Linked DNA regions of Mus musculus: region 1 is linked to region 2. A link is a contact called in public Micro-C data. All regions are on one chromosome and are shown on one strand. Each heading gives the region's core, a stretch centred on a gene start, on an enhancer-like site or on the middle of the called end of the contact. The rest is flanking DNA. Distances are from core to core; before and after follow the strand shown.

Evidence for each region. A called contact is a pair of places that touch in the nucleus more often than the background predicts.
Region 1: a Micro-C map of embryonic stem cells shows a contact between it and region 2, with 2.8 times the contacts expected there. The contact joins the promoter of Nectin1 here to the promoter of Pou2f3 in region 2. A contact is called at or near these places in 7 of 39 promoter capture datasets (the 3T3-L1 cell line, the SN4741 cell line, cranial neural crest and 3 more), 3 of 484 Hi-C or Micro-C datasets (cortical neurons and embryonic stem cells) and 4 of 115 datasets of contacts at active chromatin or transcription factors (embryonic midbrain, embryonic stem cells and neural tube).

The regions. Positions count from the first base shown.
Region 1 is chr9:43,741,159-43,745,326 of GRCm38.p6, reverse strand. It overlaps Nectin1 (nectin cell adhesion molecule 1), which reads right to left and starts at 1,373. Exons shown (of 6, transcript NM_021424.3): 1 at 605-1,373. The coding sequence starts at 683. Gm46108 (a long non-coding RNA gene) reads left to right here. Exons shown (of 4, transcript XR_003948147.1): 3 at 1-11.
Region 2 is chr9:43,202,431-43,207,088 of GRCm38.p6, reverse strand. Pou2f3 (POU domain, class 2, transcription factor 3) reads left to right here and starts at 1,334. Exons shown (of 13, transcript NM_011139.2): 1 at 1,334-1,435. The coding sequence starts at 1,408.

The DNA of each region.
Region 1 (4,168 bases), core at 124-2,623, 540 kb before region 2:
AGGAACCGCAGGTGAGTAAGAAGCTGCCTGTGCCGCAGGAGCAGGTTCCGATCGCCCGCTGTGGGGCGATGTGGGGCAGGAGGGGGCCCCCATGAGCCCGAAACCATCTGACAAGAGGCCGCCAAAAGAAATGAAGTCGCCCCCAACCCCCGCCACTCTCCTAGCCCACAGCCCACCAGCTAGGAGACTGACGCCCTCCCCCTGGGGCTGTTGTCTCATACCCCAAGCCCGTGATTACGGTGATTATTTTGCATTTATGTAACACGCAGTGTTTCCAAACTGCTTCTCGAGCTGAGAACTGGTTATTAAATAAATAGAACCCTATTACATATTATTATTTTTGTGAAGAACTGAGCGGAGAAAGTGCTTTCTTGCTACATAGAGACGTGCATCCGATTGCTACCCTGCAGGGCAGGCTGTTGGGCTTCTCAACCCCTTTCTCCACGGTGCCACCTCCTGCCCCCCCTTATCCAAGCGTGACCCAACTTTTCTGGCTCCGTTCGCTCCCTACAACCCGTAGCCTTGCCCATCATCCAGCTCCAAGTCCCGGGGAGGTTCTGGTTGGGTGGGGGGCTATGGAGGGAGGCAGAGGCAATCGCCTTACCTGGGAGGAAGAAGGCGGTCAAGCCGAGAGCGAGTCCCCACCAGCGTCCAGCGGCGCCCGCAAGCCCCATCCGAGCCATCGGGGGGTGGGGGTCCGGCGAAAGGGGCTGCCAGGAGGGCGCTCCTCGCGCTCCAGAAACCAGTCTGGAAGACGAGGGCGGATCGCTGGCGGTTGGCGGGCGCTCGGAGGATCCAGGTCAGCCGCAGCCGTCGGTCGGGGCGGGGTGGGCTGGGTGGGATCCGCGCGGCCGCAATCCGGTCCCCGGCTGCCGCCGGCTCAGAGCCTCGGCAGATGCCCGCAGTAAGTTGCACGAGTCATGCCCCCTTCGCCTCCTCCGCTCTTCTCCTCGCCCCGGTCCCCGCCCTCTTCTTCCACGCAAAGCCCGGCTGGGGAGAGGGACCCACCCCCGGCGCGCCCGGCTACCGGGCTAGCGCGGCGCAGGCTCCCGGCCCTGGGCGCGCTCACACCCTCCCGCTCGGCTCCAACTTGCAGGCGTCCATGGCCGGCTGTTCTCCGAGGGTGGCCGGGCGGTGCGGAGGGCTCGGGGCCCAGGCGGTGGTGTGCGGCTAGGGCGGCCAGCTGCCCGCGGGGCTCGGGGCTGCACGGTCTCGGAGGACCGAGGGGAGCGAGCCGGGTGCGCCACGGGTCCCCACCGCGGCCGCTGCGCTCGGTGCGGGCGATCCGCAACAATGTGGAGCTGCCCCGGTGCCGAGGCGAGCCGCGCTCTCTCCTCTCCCTCTCTTTCTCTCACTCGCCGATCCAGCCTCTCACCCGCTCTCCCGTGATGTCAGCCCGGGGGGAGGGGTTAGCATTAACCCCCTCCTGGCTCCCACGCGCCCGGCCCAGCCCTGGCCCGGCCTCCGCCCGCGCGGCCGCACCTCCCAGTCCTAAGCAGCTGTGGCTGCGAGCGTGGCCGTGGGGTTCGGCTCAGGGCCCCAAGCTAGCAAGATGCCCCTTGGGTCGCCGTTCGGTCGTGGAAAGGGCCGGAGGGCGGGCTGCCCTCCTCGGTCGCTGACAAAGGGAGGCAGTGACCCCTAGCGGCCGGCAAGGGGGAGAAGCTGCTCGGTAGGGGTGGAGTTAAGATGAGGAGGGGGGCTGCCGTAGGGATCCGTGTGAACGCTGGATCTGGCATTGTCCGAGCTCCGAGGGCTTTTCTGACTCTCTGGTCCGACCCTGGGACCATTTCGCAGATGAGGAAACAAAGGCCCAGAGGAGGGCATGGAGAGTGGCAGAAAGAAGCAGAGCACAGGCTAGAACTGTTGCCAAAGCTTCTGCTCCCCAAGATCTGGACACCAGACGGAAACAGCTTTGCGGAGGACCAACCGCGAAAGCTGTGAAGAGTTGAGGCAAGACAAGACATTAGTGGGTGAGAGATCAGGGCACTCAGGTTTCTAGTGGGTCTTCTTTAATCCTTATTGCCTTCAGGGGGTCCTTGTCCCGAAATCGAAGCATTCTGCTTTCCCCAAAGAGCGACAAACCAAGTGGGCTCCCATTGCCTTCACCTCGTTTCTGAGTGGTTTGCGGGATTCCCGCGAAAGTGGCCCATCCAGTCGGTGTCCCAGAACGGCCAGGACTCTCCGCCCCATCCTGTTCGCCACCCACCACATCCGGGTGGCTTCTTGCCAAGGTGACTGAGCCCGAGGGGCCCTTAGCAGCCTGAAGCCTGGACCTTCTGTCCCCATCCTTGGACTAGGAGAGGCAGACAGACAGGGTTTCCCAGTCAAGAGAACAGAACTCCCTCGTTCGGGGCTGAGCAGACCACACCCACTTTGCCCTTTGCCCTTAGCCCAGCCCCAAGGGCACAGAGGCTTGGGGTAGCGCCAAATTCTGATAAAATGTAAATTTTCCTTTCGGAGAATGGGAGGGGCAGGACAATGGAAGAGAGGGACAGTTTCCCACTCTTGGGCCCACGGGCTCAGCCTGCTAAAGAAGTCACTCCACTCAAAAGGAATGCTCTCTGTATCCTTTTATGCTTCACCCGTGTAACTCAGGACAAACTGTCTACCACACTACCGCCTGACTTGGGAATGCATTGTGTGGTCTCATAGTTGGTCCTTGCCCCACAGGAGCGGGGTCTAGTGGGGATGGGGGGGGGGGGGAGACACAGAAACAGAAGTTCTATAGAATCACTCACCGCAGCACGGCATTGTGGGGGTTTTCAGATTCAGGACATCTACGTTAGCCTGGGCTGGGAGGGACCTGAAAGGCTTCTGTGGTAAGGGGCGCAACAGGGGCTGACTGGAGGTGTCTGTCAGGCACAGACCATCCTTCAAGATACTGGATTTAAAGTAGAGGTCAGCACAGGGAAAACTGTGAAAGAGAGCAACAGCTGGGTATTAGGAAACGGCCTAATAAATAATTGGTTCTAACCCTGCCTGAGCTTGCGGTAAGGTCAAGCCTGAAATCAGACTCATGCCAGGTAGCCACGGGAGGGTCTTAATCCAGAGGATGCCCTGTCAAATTAAGCAGGTTGGTGGCCAGGCTGGCAGCCAGGAATCTCCCATCTGGCTTGCAAGTGCTTTTAAACTTGCCCAAGCCAAAAGGAATTTGTTTTTTGCTTGTGGCTAACACGTCATAGGAGCTGAACACTTGTGCACTAACTCCAGACACACCAAGTTCTGTCAGTGCTGTGGTCTCTTACCTTCTCCACACTTGCTGAGTGTTCATTCCTGGATCTGTTAGTACAAGGGCATCCAAAGCCCTTTGAGGCAGAGGCAGGAAGATCTCTGAGTTCGAAGCCAAGGGTCTATAAAGTGAGTTCCAGGAGAGCCAGAGCTACACAGAAAGGCCATGGGGCGGGGGTTGGGGGGTGGGGAACCACAGCCTGTGTCTCCTGATGCCTGGTCTTATTTTCCTTCCTATCAGCAAAGGAAATCTTTCTAACTGACAACTCTCTGTGGTCCCAGTCTTTCAGCTAGGGGCCCCAGTGCCATGTCTGCTTCTTCTAGCTTAGCTGTCTTGTTCCAGCTTGAAAGCAAACCACATGGCTCTGCTGGGCAGTGGCGCACACCTTTAGTCCCAGCACTCAGGAGGCAGATGGTCTGCAGAGTGAGTTCCAAGACAGCCTGGGCTACACAGAGAAGCCCTGTCTCAAAAAGAACAACCAACCAACAAACCAAACCAAACCCAAACCAACCAACCAACCAAGAAAAGAAAAGAAAACGACAAAAAGAACTTGATGGCTCTGCTGTTTCTGTGCCCTGTGTGTGATAGCACTATCTCAATTCCTGCATGATGGCACTATCATCTCACTTCTGCTTTTGTCCACCTCGACCCTGTACTCATAATTTCCATGTGGTCCTCACACTGAGGACAAAGAGGAAAATATATTGACCAAGTACATGGGACTTTGATGCTTGAATTCCTTGATTCAACTCTCTCTCTTTCCCTCCTCTTCCTCCTCCTCTTCTTCCTCCTCTTCTTCCTCCTCATCCTCCTCCCTTCCTCCTCCTCCTACCTCTTCCCTTCCCCTCCCCTCTTCTCCTCTCTCAACGGGGTCTCTCTTTCTCAACAGGGTTTCTTTAGGTAGCCCTGAAGCCCTGACTCTCCTGGAACTCACTATGT
Region 2 (4,658 bases), core at 85-2,584:
AGTACACTGTAGCTGTCTTCAGACACTCCAGAAGAGGGAGTCAGATCTCATTACAGATGGTTGTGAGCCACCATGTGCTTGCTGGGATTTGAACTCAGGACCTTTGGAAGAGCAGTCAGTGCTCTTAATTGCTGAGCCATCTCTCCAGCTCCTTCCTTCCTTCCTTCCTTCCTTCCTTCCTTCCTTCCTTCCTTCCTTCCTTCCTTCCTTCCTTCCTTTCTTTCTTTCTTTCTTTCTTTCTTTCTTTCTTTCTTTCTCTTTCTTCCTTTTAAGGCTGAAAAGCCCAAGACCATCCTCGGAAATGACTTGGGCTGGGGCTGGGGGTGGAAGGTTAATGGGGATCGTATCTGGAAAGGAGATGAAAAGGGAAGCTCTGCCCTCCTGTCAGCACACGGCTTTCTGAGCTGGCTGGATGTGTTCCTCTGAGGCACAGAGTCACTCGCTGGCCCCTGAAGAGTGGGAGATTTTTGCCCTTGCAGGCTCCATCTCTGGCAAATTGCAGAGTTTGGATAAGTCACTCCAGTCCCTGAAAAGTGAACTCCATCACAACTGCTGACATTGGCGAATATTCTCCACACCCTTCTCCCTCATAACTTGGGACCAGAGGTGATTGATGGTGGGAACCGGCAGGAAAGGGACAGCCGTGTCTCTCTGGAAAGAGCCCTGGAAAGAGTCAGAAGAAGCTGCTGCAAGTGACAAGGGTAAACCACAGGAAATCAGCCCGGTTTAGTCACCTGCTTAGCTCTCATAGATAGCAGTTATTAACCACAGGCCCCGTTGTATAGATGAGTAAAATGGGGTCAGAGAGGTGAACAGCCTGACCCAAGCCACGGCGGTGGTAAGCGGTTGGAAGGCAAGACCATTCGCAGCAACCCCTTGTCTTCTCCAAACACTCGCAGGTTCTGAGCAGCACTGCTTACTCTTCTGGAGCCCAACTAGGCAGAAGCCTGGGGTTCCCCGAAAGAGCAAAACTGCCCCAGGAGTAGGAGCCGCTGAGGGCGTGATGGGGAAGGACTGCCAGGCGGGGTCTCGACGGACAGGTGTTCCTCAGGGTCGGGACCCGCCCCGGCAGCACCTTGACACCCCTCTCCCGGCCCCCAGTTCCACGTATGCAAATCCCTGTTTTGCATGGGCCCGGGACCAAGCGCGGGGGCCCTGCCAGGGGGCGTGGCCGAGGCCCCCGCCCCGCGCCGCGTGCTCACCTGGGGAGTGTGCTAAGCCTGTCCGCGGAGTCCTGCCGGGGCCGGAGCAGCGGAGTGTGCGACCGAGGTGGCAGCCGCTCCTGTAGGGGCTGCAGCTGCGGCGGCAGAGGGCGGGAGGAGGGAGACCCTGGCTTCCCCGGGGGCCAGGCTGGGGCAGCAGCGAGGGACCTGGGGGGGCGCAGGCTTTGGCCCCGCCTGGGGCAGGATGGTGAATCTGGAGCCCATGCACACAGGTAAGGGGAAGAGGGAGTGAGCTCCGACAGGTGTCACTGCGCGTGGGAAGGGACCAAGGACAGGGACACCATTGCACCACGCGAGGGGCTGGGGGGTGGGGGTGGCGTTAACTCCTCGGCGGCCAGGAGAGGGCGATGCGGATAGCGGGTCCTTCCGGGCTGGCGTGGATAGGTAGGTATGGGGAGAGGGGTTAAAAGGAGCAACTTTGAAATATGAAATCTTGGAGAACAATGGAGAGAGGCATGAAGTTCCTGAAGCCCCAGATCTGGGGAGTTAGTGCGTGGGACTTGGGTGTGCTGAAGCACTGGAGTCCCAGGAGGTTGCAGGAGTTGGGTGGTTCAATCACTCAGCTAGGGTGTGGACCTGGGAGTGCATACGTGTATCCACATGCTGCGTGTTTGGTGTCCGGGCACCTGTGTGAAATGCAGGCAAAGTGGGCATGGGGGGTGCCTAGGGGAAGTGGGTAGGGTGGAGCAAATCCAAAGGCGCACCTGGGGCAGATGCCATGCCACGGGATCGTTCATTGATTAGGGCTTGTGCAAGCATGTGTTTGTGTGTATGTGTGTCATGAGTGTCTGTCTGTCCCCCTTGTGTGTTGGGAGGATGGGTGGAGTAAGCGCCAAAGAACCTGATGAGACTTGGACCACACGTGTTCCGGTTGTGTTGGAGGTGTGTCCACTCATTATCCATTGGTCATCTATGTTATGGGCTCAATGCATAATGGGTCTATATGCCAGAGGGGATGGCAACAGGCACATCTGAGTCCGATATCCTTTGACCTCCTTTCCTGAGGAAACCAGGAGATGAAATAGCCCGGAGTCAGTTACCCTGTAGCTTACAAATGGGAGGTGGGCGTGGAGAGACCCAGCCCTGTCAATCACTTTGATCCTCTGTGCATTGCTGGGCTAAGGATGCTACTAAGCTAGAAAGTTAGACTTGCTGATGGGTTGAGGTGGGGGAAAGGGCTGATCTTCTCATTGGCTGCCTGAGGTGTTGGGCAAGTAACAGAATCAAAATGCAAAAAGCTGTACCTAATTTGACCACTCACAGCCTAGTACCTTACCTCTTGCACACAGTGCAAGGGCCTAGTAATTTTTCCTTAGGACTTGAGGGTTGCTGTAGAAATTGTATGGATTGCTCTAGAAGAACAGGATGGGAGGAAAGGAGGAAAAGGAGAAAAGGGGAAGGGGGGAGAAAGTAGATCTTCTGACCCACCTCCAAGAAGCAGAACAGGCTAGATCTTCCTGTCTCCCATCACTCCTGGAAGCAGACATTAGTTGGGGTCCAGGAGGGCCCTGATGCCTGGTTTCACTAATGCTGTTTCCCAGCAGGGATGAGTACAAGTGGAGAGATGTTGGCACTCAGTGGCTGGTGCCCCAGGATTTGCCAGGAAGGACTAGGTGAGGTTGAAGGAACCATCCAACTGGGTGTACTCCAGTGTCTGAGGAGAGTCTTCAGACCCAAAGCAATACGTGGACTGGGAAGTTCCTGGGGACAGGTCCTCTGGGCAGGCATTTCACCCCCCCATTTCCTATCAGGAAAGCCAGGCTTCGAATGGAGCTCTGTCCAAAGGTAACTCAATAGAAAGTAGGGAGTTCTCTAGAACCAAAATCAGGGACTTCCTGGGGGGGTTTCCACCTCCCTGCCTACTGGAGGCTTCTCCCTAAGGAAGTGGGAGGAGGTAGAACAGCTGGATCCTAGCAGCTTGGGAGCTGGGAGGGTCTGGTAGAGAGCAAGAGAGGAGAGAAGCTGGGAGAGAAGCCCAGGCCCATCCTCCATGCAAGCCCCCAGCTGATGCTCCTCAGAGGTCTGCCCAGCATCTCTGCTCTCACCAGGGCTCCGGATGGAGTGTGCTGAACCCAAAGTGGGCGATCCCTCAGGATGGGGCCTTATCTGCCTCTGTGTACTTCGCCTGATTTCTCTCTCCAATTGTCTTGAAGGCCTCCCTGCTACACTCTTTAACTAGCTCCCCACCCCCACCCCACCAGTCCCCAGGGTTATTGATCTTCCTCCGTGTCACTCACAAAATCGTGGTCCCTCTGTGCTGTGTGCTCACCATTCAGTGGCCCATCCAAAGGCTCACTGGGCTTGGAGCTTTCTGTGCTGTCCCTGCTTTCTCCATTCAAGGTCTTTGTTGTCATTTGAGACAGAGTCTTCCTCCGTTCATTCGTTCCTAGCTTAAGCTTATATCAAACTCAAATGAATCCTCCTGTCTCAGCATCTCCAATTCTTGGATTACAGGAAAAGTCACTGTAGGCTTTGAGGTTTTTGTAGGGCCTTTCAGAGTGGGCCTGCCGTGTACAGAGGAAGGGACACTCGTCTTTATTTTGGAAACCTTGTGTATTTTAGTCCCTCTATAGTTAACCCATTTTCTGCTGCTCCACTTCCCCTGGAATTCCCACCACCATGCACTTAGGGATGTCTCTGATGGTTTCCTGGATAGTATCAGTGTGATGGGGGTCCATAAACCTGGACATAGACTTGCTTCTGGGTGCCCATTCAGAGGGCACCATAGCTATGTGGTCCTTGACGGCCTGGATACAAACGCTGATTCAGGTTTGCCACAGTCTCCTCTCCGTGTTCTCATAGAACATCTTTCACTGTGGAGCCTGGCGATAAGAGCAAGTAGCAGGGGAGTTCTCAGACTGAGAGGGACTTCCTGTGCTCAGGCCTAAAGGGACAGACAAGAGCCAGTCAGTCAGGATGGGAGAAGAGAGAAAAGTGCTACACAGTCAACTAGAGGGTAGCAGTGTCTGGCCGTGGGTGTCTTTCTATTGTATCTCACTGTCAGCGCAGGGAGGGAGGGAGGTCTAGACACCCCAGACCTGTGCCAGTTGGCATTCAGGAATGCATTTGAGCCAAAAGGCCTGTCAGAGGGAGGGAGGGAGAAGAAAAGTCTACACTAGAAGAGTTGGAGCCTTGGCTGGCTCAGAAATGGCACTGGATGGCCCCAGGAAGTCCTCCCTGTAGAGGGACCCACAAAAAGCAAGTATTTGAGTAAGGAAACTAGATGCTGGTCTAGCTAGTCCCTTCCTAGACCAGAAACAGGGACAACAGGAGAGCGGGGTGAAGCTCTTGTTTGCCCAGGACAGCCTGAACCCAGGAGGGCACTCAGCATGCTGCCTGCATTGAGCACTGCCTTGAGGTGCCTGTGTTTCCAGGTATCTATGGGGGAACTACTTCTGACCATGCCACGGAAAGGCCGAGGCAACTTCATGCTAT